3 separate regions of the Pan troglodytes genome follow, and regions 1 and 3 are each linked to region 2. The links are chromatin contacts, called in public Hi-C maps. All regions are on one chromosome and are shown on one strand. Each heading gives the region's core, a stretch centred on a gene start, on an enhancer-like site or on the middle of the called end of the contact. The rest is flanking DNA. Distances are from core to core; before and after follow the strand shown. Region 1 overlaps LOC134808981 (a long non-coding RNA gene). Region 2 holds the start of KCNJ2 (potassium inwardly rectifying channel subfamily J member 2). Region 3 overlaps LOC134808981 (a long non-coding RNA gene).

Region 1 (3,557 bases), core at 1,035-3,534, 420 kb after region 2:
TCGCAGCACATTGGGAGCCGAGGCAGGTGGATCATTTGAGCTCAGGAGTTTAAGACCAGCCTGGGCAACATAGTGAAACACTGTCTCTACAAAAAAAGAAAAAAAGAAAGAAAAATTAGCTGGGTGTGATGGCGTGAACCTGTAGTCGCAGCTACTTGGGGGGCTGAGGCAAGAGAATTCCCTAAGTCCAGGAGGTTGCCATCACACCACTGCACACCAGCCTGGGTGACAGAGTGAGACCCTGTCTCAAAAAATAAAAAAATCTGTCAATGCTTGGTTCTTACCTAGTGCTCTAAATAGGTTCTTGTTAACATTACCAAAGAAGGTAGGAATAAGAAGAAATTTATTTTCAGAATATGAAATGATGAAAAAATTCTTAATCACAGTTGTCTTCAGAATAAAAAAAATAAGGGATTGTTATTTTACAATTTAGTAAATATTCCCCATGTGTTTCAGTATGTTAAAAGAATTCAGTAAATATCACAATTCAATTAAATCAGCCCAGGTTTTATGGCGGTGACCCCTCATGACTGGCCAATTTTAAGGCAACTTGATTAATATTCTTTTATTGATTCACAGAAAAGGAAATCATTCATTGGTCCCTGTGGGCATACCCTATAAAGCTTCTGGGCGTGAGACAGTGTGAGCAACAGGTTGTCCCTGCCACTCCCTGGATCCAAACAGGTCTTTCAGAGTTGACCGAATAGTTATTAGAGACAGCCTTTCCTTTCCTTGATTGCCTTCAACTGAATGTTCTAAAGATATAGAATGTGGTATTCACTTATTCTCATTAATTCATCACTTTCAAGCTTAAACTCCTTTATCAAAGAAAAAAAACTGAAGACCAGGTCAAAGTGCAATTCTGGTGTTTATTTGAAACAAAAGTCATGAAACAATAGGCTTATAAAAATGAAAGGATCATGAGAATTTTAGCCATTCTCTTCCCCTCAAAAATGAGCTGTATATTATCTATGTAGGATGGTCATCTAGAATTTGTGTAGGTACTTAATTTCATCATTCATTTATTCAACAAACATTTATTGATCTCTATAAAATGTCAGGTGGTGTTCTGTGCCCTTGTAGTCATCAGTGAACAAAATAGCCAAAGAGTACTGCCTTTTTTTGAAGTATACATTCTAGTTGGCAGTGTCAGACAAGCAAAAATATATATAATAAAAAGATAATTATATCTTATTTTAGGAAAATAGTTCTATAGAAATAAAAGGAAGAAAGGCAGAGCCAAGTTTAAAAAAAAAAAGATTGAAAGTGCTAGAGTTAGGTGGATAGACATGGTTCCATGTTACAGAAATTGGTCAGGGCAAGCTTAATTGGGAATGGTTAAGTAAAGTCTAGAAGGAGGTAAGAGAGAAAGCCTTGAGACTACCTGGGAAAATTGCTTTTCAAAGCTAGTAGGTGCCATACGATGGAGCTATGTCTGATGTGTGTGAGGAAAGGCAAAGTTTTAGTGAGGGAATGAGAGCGCAGATGGGGAGGTCAGGTAGGTCACAGAGGCTTTTGGGGGTACTACAGGTCACTGTAAACAAACTTAGGGTTTTTGCTTTGTTTTGTAACTTTTACTTTAAGTTCAAGGGTTCAAGTGCGGGTTTGTTACATAGATACGCTTGTGTTACGGTGGTTTGTTGTACAGATTATTTCATCACCCAGGTATTAAGCCCAGTACACATTAGTTATTTTTCCTGATCCTCTCCCTCCTCCCCTCCTCTGCCCTCTGATGGGCCCCACTGTAAATGTTTGTTGGATTTTGCTGATAACATACATATATGCTGCATATCTTCTTTTAAGTATCAAATAGTACATCATCGAAAATAAAATATAATTTAACCTGCTGTTTTATAGTATTTCCTTTCTTATCCAAAACTTTAATGCTGTGCATGACCAAGGTCTTTTGATAATAGTATATTCTCATGTGAATCAGTAAAACTGGATCACAATGAACAATTTTGGAAATTCTTGGTAAGTTGGCCTCTTAGTCTTGAATATGCGTATCCTAATCCCTTCTGTCGTGTTAGAGGAACTTTTTTTTTGTTTCTTCTTTTCGTGAGTAGTAATAGACTTGTTCCTACTGGTTAAATGCCTGAGCTTTCTTTTTTGTACCATAAATCATAGGACAGTACATCTTCACATTATCTGGAAAAACACACTAAGAAAAAAACAAAAACACATGCATTTCCTCCATGCCCTTGAATACTTTGCAAGGTCCCTGGAATAACAGTACTCTCTGCTTCCCTGTTTAGTCACATAAAGAAACCTATAGATGGCACCACTGCTGCCAGTAGCCATCTTGCTGTAATACGAGCCAAACTTCAGAAAAAGGGCAGTGAAATGGACTTAGAATCCTAGTAAACTTTGTATCAAACCAAACTTAGAGCTCACTCTGTCTTTAAAATTTTCAGGTGTAAGTAAAATGTTTGCTTATTTTTAAAGCTTCTTTGAATTAAGAATATTAATACAGGCAACATATGTACTTCTAATGCAATATCTAAGAACAATTGCCTCCAACAAAAAAGGCATAAAATGTATTTCTCAAGAAATGTCACTTTTTTTAGCAAGAACATCAGCTTCAGCTTGCAGGAAGTTAATTGAAAATCCCCATAGATAGAAATGACTGAAGTGAATGCCCTTCAGGACAATAAAGCATTGCTCAGTTCCTTAGGTCTTTTGATAAACTTGCAGTTCATTTGGCTTCCCCTGCTATTGTTCATTAATAATCACTGAAGCTTAATAATTATTTCCTAATGCTTATCACTTATTTTTCCACCCCACTTTATTACTGTCTCACATTAGTTACCTTGCTCCCATTGTGCGTGTGTGTGCATATATGTGTATTTATTTTCCAATAGCATGGTTTTATTTTGCAATTTTTTTATCTTTTAAAATGAAGATGGGAAAACTCTAATATATAATTTCAGTGTATTTAAAAATGAATTATTTTGGACTGTAATGTGAAAGTAAATGTAGTCATAACCGAAAGCAATTTTGAAAGTTCTAAATGAATCCTTATTTTCTTTTAAAAACATTAAATTACAGTGGTTGGATGTGTCTGATGAGCTTCCCCCTTATCCTTTCAAAATGTTTGCTTTGGATATAAATATATTTTTATAACTCAGTTAATTTGCATATACATTCAATTTTCACCCCAATCCAAAATCCAAACCCCTGCTATTTTTCTGTCTGCACCCCACCTGTGGTAACACTGTCACGTTGTGATTTTCAAGCTTAATTTCTGTCTTCAAAAGCAACAGAAGCAGTTTTGTGTTTAAGCAAACAGAGTCCTAGTTTAAAATTTCTCTCTTTTCTCATTTGCACATTTTTAATATTCCTTTTATCGCATTCCCCCCACATACATCTTGAAAAGAAATAAAATATCTCAAGTGATTCAACTTTAAGTACTATATTTGCCAACAAGGCATTGAAAACAAAATACTCTCAAACTGCAGGATATTTTATAATCACAAATTTGCTCATTCCCATTATCCCCAAGGGGCTAAAGCACATATTATTATTCCATTAAGGAAATGAAGACTCTCTGAGCCAAG
Region 2 (3,069 bases), core at 396-2,895:
CTTAGACATCCGTCTATTTTACAGTATTAATTCAAGCTGTTTATAAATAACACATGACTAAACAGATGTTAAAGAAGACCTCCCTTGGGGCAGGCATTATTCCCACGTTCATGGCAACAGAGTTCGTAACAGGGCTTGGTGAACAGTATAATCTCAACACATTAACTGGGACCACATCGCCATTTGGCTATCAGAGCAGCCACACCGAGTGCATCATCTCTTGCACACCCTTTTAATTTAAGTACCTTGCTCAATGCTAAGAAAAAAGGCACACTTGGTAAGGCAGGAGTAAGTGCGGATCTGCAAAACCTAAGCAAGGATATTTCACCAGCACCTCCTAGGGGCCACGTGTGGATATGAGGATGGGAGGTGGGGACTCGCACAGAACCTTTCCTTGAATTGTCAGTTTCACCTCTCCTACACACAAAAATCCACCCCGACTGCGCCGTCCACAATACCAGCTAGTTTGCTGAATTAGTTCAGCGACTCAAGGAGGCCTTACGAGGTTTAAATAAACTGCACAAAAGACACATTTGATCGCTCGAGAAAATAAACATTTAAAAAACTCAGTGGAAAGAAAGACTCCTAAAATATATCCCGTCCTTTAGAAGCAAAGCTTCGTTAGGACACCGAAGTACTCAGAAATAATAGGCACTTACTCTTCGGTTTACACACACACACACACACGGATTAGTTTATAAAGTTCCAGGATCCAGACCCGGTTAACACTGAAGTTGCTTTTTAGGGGTCTGCGCGCTCTCGCCTGGCTGCTGGGAAGGAGGGCTGGGAGGCGCTGAAGCGAGGGCAGATCTGAGTGTCTGTAGGAGTTGCTATTCCAAAAAAAAATCATTACTCTCTAATTGTTCTGATTTTAGATCAGCAAAGCGTGCCGGGCGGTGGTGGAGAGACTGAGGGCGGACAAGGCGAGAGGGAACGAGCCGTCCACCCTTCAGAGAAGCCTAGGCGCCTTGTAAGTAATTCGCGAACAGTCGGGAGAACAAACAGCCAAGCGGCGCTGCAGTGGCCGCACTTGCGCGCGTCTCAATCCTGGGGGCTCTGCGCGCCCGCCCCAGTCCCTCGCCCCATTGACTCAGTGGCTTCTCCGGGCGCTGCAGCCTCCGCGGGGGGCTTCTAAGGGCCGAGGGGCTCCGGCAGAGAGGGAGTGGAGAGGGAGACGCGCCGGGACCGACGAACAATCCTGCCCCGGCGGCAAAGGTCTCTACCCGGCGCTGGCACCTCGCAGGCCCCTCGAGGAGCACGCAGGGCAAGCGGCCCAAGAGCGGGGGAACCGGGAAGTGTGTGGGGCTCCAGACGGAGTAGGAAGCTTTGCCCAAGGCCAGGCTGCAATCAGGCAGCCGCAACAGCCGGGCGCGGAGCTTCCCACCTGCTGCTGTCCCAGCTGGGCCGCAACTTCCTCCTCCCCGGCCCGGGCCCGACTCCCCGGCCGGGCTCCGAGGGTGGAGGGGGGACGAGGCGGCGGCAGGTTCCCTCCGCTGGCAACGCCTCGCAGCATCCTCCCCTCCCCGTCGCGGTTCCCGGGGCCGGCCGCGCGGCCAGGCGCGCTGCGATTGGCCGGCAGCGGCCGGGGGCGGGGCCAGGAGAGCCGGTGTCGCACGGACCGCCTCAAAAGAGCCCAGGATATTGCAGAGCGCACTGGAGCCCTGGCCAGCGCGCAGCCTTCCCGGCGCCGGCGGGCTGGGTCTTGGGAATTCTGGTTTGCTTTGGCTCACTCGCTTTTTACAAACCACTGGATCTTACATGCCTCTGTACCCCCCACTTCCACTCCATGTCCCCATGCTCCTGCGCCAGCAACAGGTAAGGGCTGCTGTGTTTTCTTCCTTTTCGCTCGCTGCCGGTGTGTCCTGGGGAATGGACTCTGGCCGCCGTCCCCTACCCTACCCTGCCCCGCTGCTCCAGAGGTGCCCAGCTGTCACACTGCTGTAGCGCTCACCCACACAACGGAGTCCCAGATCATGCCTATATAGTTTGTGTGCGCACCAGAACATCCCCAGAGCTAAAAATACTGAGACATGCTTGGAACAGTTGAGCAATAGAAACAGATTTCTCTGCAGCATCTGTTTGTGCTCATAACTTCCAATGCACCAGCTGTAGCGAGATACTGGGTTTGGAGGCAAGGGCGAGAGCGTCTGTGTTCGGTTCTCACTCTAAGTGGGGAAAAAAAGAAAGAAAACGTGGTTGCGGGTTTGGGGGTGCGTCTTGAGCCCTGGTCTTAAACCTTGGCAAAGCTTGGGACTCAGCACTATTCTTGATCCTTGGCTTTTTTTTTTTTTTTCGTCATTGCTTCAAGTATAGCTGTGAGTTTCAAACAGAGTGAGTGTCTCAAAGTTGCCTTCCTGAAAGAAGAGCGGGAGCCCGAGTTGGATTTGAGCCTGAGGATCGCAAAACTTTCACATTACATATCACTCTCCCCTAACCAATTTGTTATTTTCAGTAATAATGGTATTAATACCTGGCTTGAAGACAGTGTGGTTTTAGGAAAGCAAAATAGTCAAAACGACTTGATTCTGCAAAAAGATTGCATCATAGCAGGGATTCATCATGTCAATTGGAAAAAAAATAGGGATAGGGAATGGGCAGTTTAATGTCTGTGTCTGGGTACGGATATCATAGGATGATCACTAGGATAAGGCTGTGAGTTCCGACGATTTTCATAAATTCAGATTTTACCTGTTAGGAAATAAGGTGTTATTTGAAAACCTCGGATATGCAAAGAAACCATATTGCGTTTTACCATTTGTTTTCTTTTCACATTAATAATCAATAGGCTGCCAGATTTCCTCTCGCCAACCAATGTTGTGTGTCTGCTGTACATTATCTGTACACTTGTTAGCGTTTTCCTGCTCACTTCCAAATGTTTCATTTCTATTTGCCATTATCTGGAAAAATCCTGGTGCTCAGAAGGGGTAAGAGATGTTAATTGAAGCATGGTGGAAAGGGTGAGGATAAGGTCAAGGCCATTTTACTTAGCTTCCTCCTCTCTCATATTTTAATGACACTTTATTTTTTAATGTTCTTGGTCTCCATAAGAAATATTTGATCTAAACTCAT
Region 3 (3,549 bases), core at 700-3,199, 360 kb after region 2:
CCAAAGATGCAAGCTATCATTTCTGTTTCCTTCCCACATATGTATTTGTCTTTGTTTTGCAAGATTTTCTTTCTCTATCCCTCAATTTAAAAGGCAAATTCCTTAAAAATCCATGGACAATTTCAGGTGTATAGTGCATGGTTCAGTTGCCCCAGAGGATAATGTTGAAGTTGCTTTGCAGAGGGATGCAAGAGAAAGGGGAGTGTAATCCAAGATAATAGTAAAAGCTGATAAGCATTGCCATTTCAGGAAACTCTGCCACATAACTTGGCAGTTTGAAAATTTAGCCAACCTTTTTATAGGGAGGTCATTAAATTCCAGTATTTCATACATGTTGTGCTTCAAAGCAGGCAGGTATTCATTATTTTTACTTCATTTTGTTTTATTAAAATAAATGCTTCAGAATACCTTATGCAAAACAAAATCCAAATACATTTCTGAAAACACATGTATACTTTGCTTCTAAACTAGAAAAAACCATATTGCTGGTTTAGGTGACAATTCAATAGGAAGTGAAATTTTTTAATCTAATACATTTTTAAAAAGCTGAGAGTTTACTCGTTTCATATGTATTTTGCCACTAAATCCCTCTTCATTAAGGATATTTATTGCAAAATAATCATCTTTAGAAAAAGGAGGTAGATGTCTTGATTTTGAAACTGAATGATAACATGAAACTGAATAACATGCATAACCTTTACATTTAGAAACAAATTGCTGTAATTGCCTCTTGAACAACAAATAAGCAAAAATAACATTAAAATTAAAATATTGTAATATTTCTTTTAAAATTATTTTCCTTTTTTTTGAGACAGTCTCACTCTGTCACCCAGGCTAGAGTGCAGTGGCGTGGTTATGGCGCACTGCAGCCTGGACCTCCTGGGCTCAAGTGATCCTCCTGCCTCAGCCTCCCAAAATGTTGAGATTAGAGGCATGAGCCACCGTGCCTGGCCTTGTAATATTTTTCAAAAAACCTCTTCTTAAACCAGGAAGAGAAAAAGATATGCATCATAATTCAGAATGCAATGTGTCAAATGACTTAATTTTATTTGATCTGCAGCAGAAAAATGTAATTTCTTATTTGAGATTCTTTGATGTTGCCATTTCACTTTTGCCTTTCTTGTTGGCTAATAGCTGGGAATTATTTCCTGGAAAAGTATCTGATCCATTAAGGAAAGAATATGACCATCTTTAGTGGAAATTAATAAGTAATATAGACAAATATTCATAGAAGATACAAGTGTGACCCTAAAGTTAGTATTTGAATGTTGTTCTCCTATTTCTGATTTTATTGACCCAAAATATCAAGCTAGGTTTATCCATGTTTGGGCGTAGCATTTTAATTACTTAGCTAAAGAAAAGATGGAATTGAATTTCAAATGTAAAGCAGTAGGAAAAAAAAAGAGAGATTTCTCTTTAGGTTTTCAAAAATGTATTTCTTGGAGCTTCTTAATTTTGGCAGAATGAGCAAAAACAGGACTGAGAGGACTGAACTAACTATTCTTGTCGTTGAATGTGGGAGTTATTTCTGTTTGCTTCCTCTACAAAATCAGTTTCTCCAACCACATCTTGAGAAGTTCTCCTTTGCACAACATGTTTGACAAATTGCCAGGCAAAGGCATTGAAGAATCTCGGCTTCATCCTACAACCTTTTTCTTCATCTCAGAACCTTCAACCTACAACCTGTTTCTTCATCTCAGAACACGTCTTAGAAGATATGAGTCTCCAAAATAGCAGAGGGGAATGTTTTACTTAAAAAATGTGTGTGAGATCACTGTACGTAAAGTTATTCACATGATAATGGATACAGAACTCCATTGATGAAAAACGTTAGGAATTTTCTCATATATTTAAATGTTTGATAAGTTATTTTCTTTATTTTGGTGACCAGAATGCACACAAATGGTTGCATAATTTATGTAGATATATGCAAAAGCTCTGCCAACAGGTACTTGTGGGAGAATCAAAGTCTGCTCTATCCATGCATTCCTTTTACATTCCTTTTACTTCCACCTCCACTTCTTATTTCTTTCTTTCTTTTTTTTTTTTTTTGGAGACGGAGTCTCACTCTGTCGCCCAGGCTGGAGTGCAGTGGCACAATCTTGGCTCACTGCAACCTCCACCTCTCCACCTCCCGGGTTCAAGCAGTTCTCCTGCCTCCGCCTCCCGAGTAGCTGGGACGACAGGCCCACGCTGCCACACCTGGCTAATTTTTTGTATTTTAGTAGAGATGGGTTTTCACCGTGTTGCCCAGGCTGGTCTCCCAAAGTGCTAGGATTACGGGCGTGCGTGAGCCACTGTGCCCGGCCTCACCTCCACTTCTTAACAAGTACTCTATGCTCTAAGTTCATTATTTTCTCCCACTGGGCTCCCTTTGCTATTGTACTTCTACTCAGTTACTGCTCCCGTTTTTATTATCTGCCTCCTTATTCTTCTTGTAACCGAAGCATTCTCTCTGTAGGTCCAAAATAAAGTCCAAGGACTAGCAGACACTTTCCTTTTCAGGACACAATATGTTATCTCATCCCTGGAATACCTAGGATGTATCGCACACTCCATGCACGGTGTGTGTGTGTGTGTGTGGTCTGCGTGTGTATGCTTCTTCGTTATGCATTGTTAATTTCTTTCACTACAAGTATTTTAAGCTTTTTGAACAAAAAGAACTATATTTCAATAATAGTTATCATCTACTGAACATCTGAGAGTAGCAATAAATGTTAGAGTGAACACTGTAAAATAATTAAAAGGACCAAATTACGCTTTCTTACCTGCCTTTTTTTTTTATTTTTATTTTGAGATGGAGTCACTCTGTTGCCCAGGCTGGAGTACAGTGGCGTGATATCGGCTCACTGCAGCCTCTGCCTCCTGGGTTCAAGCGATTCTCTTGCCTCAGCCTCCCAAGTAGCTGGGATTACAGACCATGCACCACCACACCTGGCTAATTTTTTTTTTTTGTATTTTTAGTAGAGACAGGGTTTTGCCATTTTTTCTGTACTATTGAGTAGACATCTGGCCCATTCACATACCTAATGGTAAATGTTATAATGTAAAAAAAAAAAAAAAAAAAAATGCTAGTTTCTACAAATATTGTCTCTTTTACTTTTATAGCCAGAGAATCACTTTCTTGTAGTTAGATATGGTATTGTAACTAGTTCTGGCTAATGGAATGTAAGCAAAGTGTTATGTACAACATCTTTTCAAAGGTTTAGGGCAAGATCTTCATCCTTTATGGCTGGGGTACAATCAATCATTTCGGACCAGAAATGAAAGTGGGATCTGCATGGCTTCATATTATCAGCCATGGACAATATCATTTGAGAAAAGGATTGTTAAAAATTAATCATAGAAACAAACAAAATTTTATTCTATTTTGTTTAAGCCACTGTTAGTTTGGGTTTCTGAGATTCACTGCTGAATGTTATTCTGATTACCTCCACTTCAACCTACGATGTGTAATTCCCAGTTTACCTGGGACAGTCCTGAATTACAGTGATGTCTTGTAATTTTTCTGCTACTTCCCAGGACCCTCAAAAGTACCTGGCTTAGGTG

What was found. Hi-C and Micro-C count contacts between places; a contact is called where the count stands out from the background.
Region 1: a contact with region 2 is called in a Hi-C map of induced pluripotent stem cells, with 1.8 times the contacts expected there. The contact joins the enhancer-like site here to the promoter of KCNJ2 in region 2. A contact is called at or near these places in 2 of 7 Hi-C or Micro-C datasets (induced pluripotent stem cells and stem cell-derived neural progenitor cells) and 1 of 1 datasets of contacts at active chromatin or transcription factors (stem cell-derived excitatory neurons).
Region 3: a Hi-C map of induced pluripotent stem cells shows a contact between it and region 2, with 1.7 times the contacts expected there. The contact joins the enhancer-like site here to the promoter of KCNJ2 in region 2. A contact is called at or near these places in 2 of 7 Hi-C or Micro-C datasets (induced pluripotent stem cells and stem cell-derived neural progenitor cells) and 1 of 1 datasets of contacts at active chromatin or transcription factors (stem cell-derived excitatory neurons).

Annotation. Positions count from the first base shown.
Region 1 is chr19:83,564,832-83,568,388 of NHGRI_mPanTro3-v2.0_pri, forward strand. All of the region lies in intron 1 of LOC134808981 (a long non-coding RNA gene), which reads left to right. Among named protein-coding and RNA genes, the nearest start is that of KCNJ2, 420 kb to the left of the region's middle. Within about 2 kb of position 2,285, at least 3 of the 24 cell types and tissues checked have an H3K27ac peak or open chromatin away from gene starts, as enhancers often do. A contact at or near this core is called in induced pluripotent stem cells, where this site is marked.
Region 2 is chr19:83,143,702-83,146,770 of NHGRI_mPanTro3-v2.0_pri, forward strand. It overlaps KCNJ2 (potassium inwardly rectifying channel subfamily J member 2), which reads left to right and starts at 1,646. Exons shown (of 2, transcript NM_001428081.1): 1 at 1,646-1,815. It overlaps LOC134806912, which reads left to right. Exons shown (of 6, transcript XM_063800075.1): 5 at 976-1,815.
Region 3 is chr19:83,505,907-83,509,455 of NHGRI_mPanTro3-v2.0_pri, forward strand. All of the region lies in intron 1 of LOC134808981 (a long non-coding RNA gene), which reads left to right. Among named protein-coding and RNA genes, the nearest start is that of KCNJ2, 360 kb to the left of the region's middle. Within about 2 kb of position 1,950, at least 2 of the 24 cell types and tissues checked have an H3K27ac peak or open chromatin away from gene starts, as enhancers often do. A contact at or near this core is called in induced pluripotent stem cells, where this site is marked.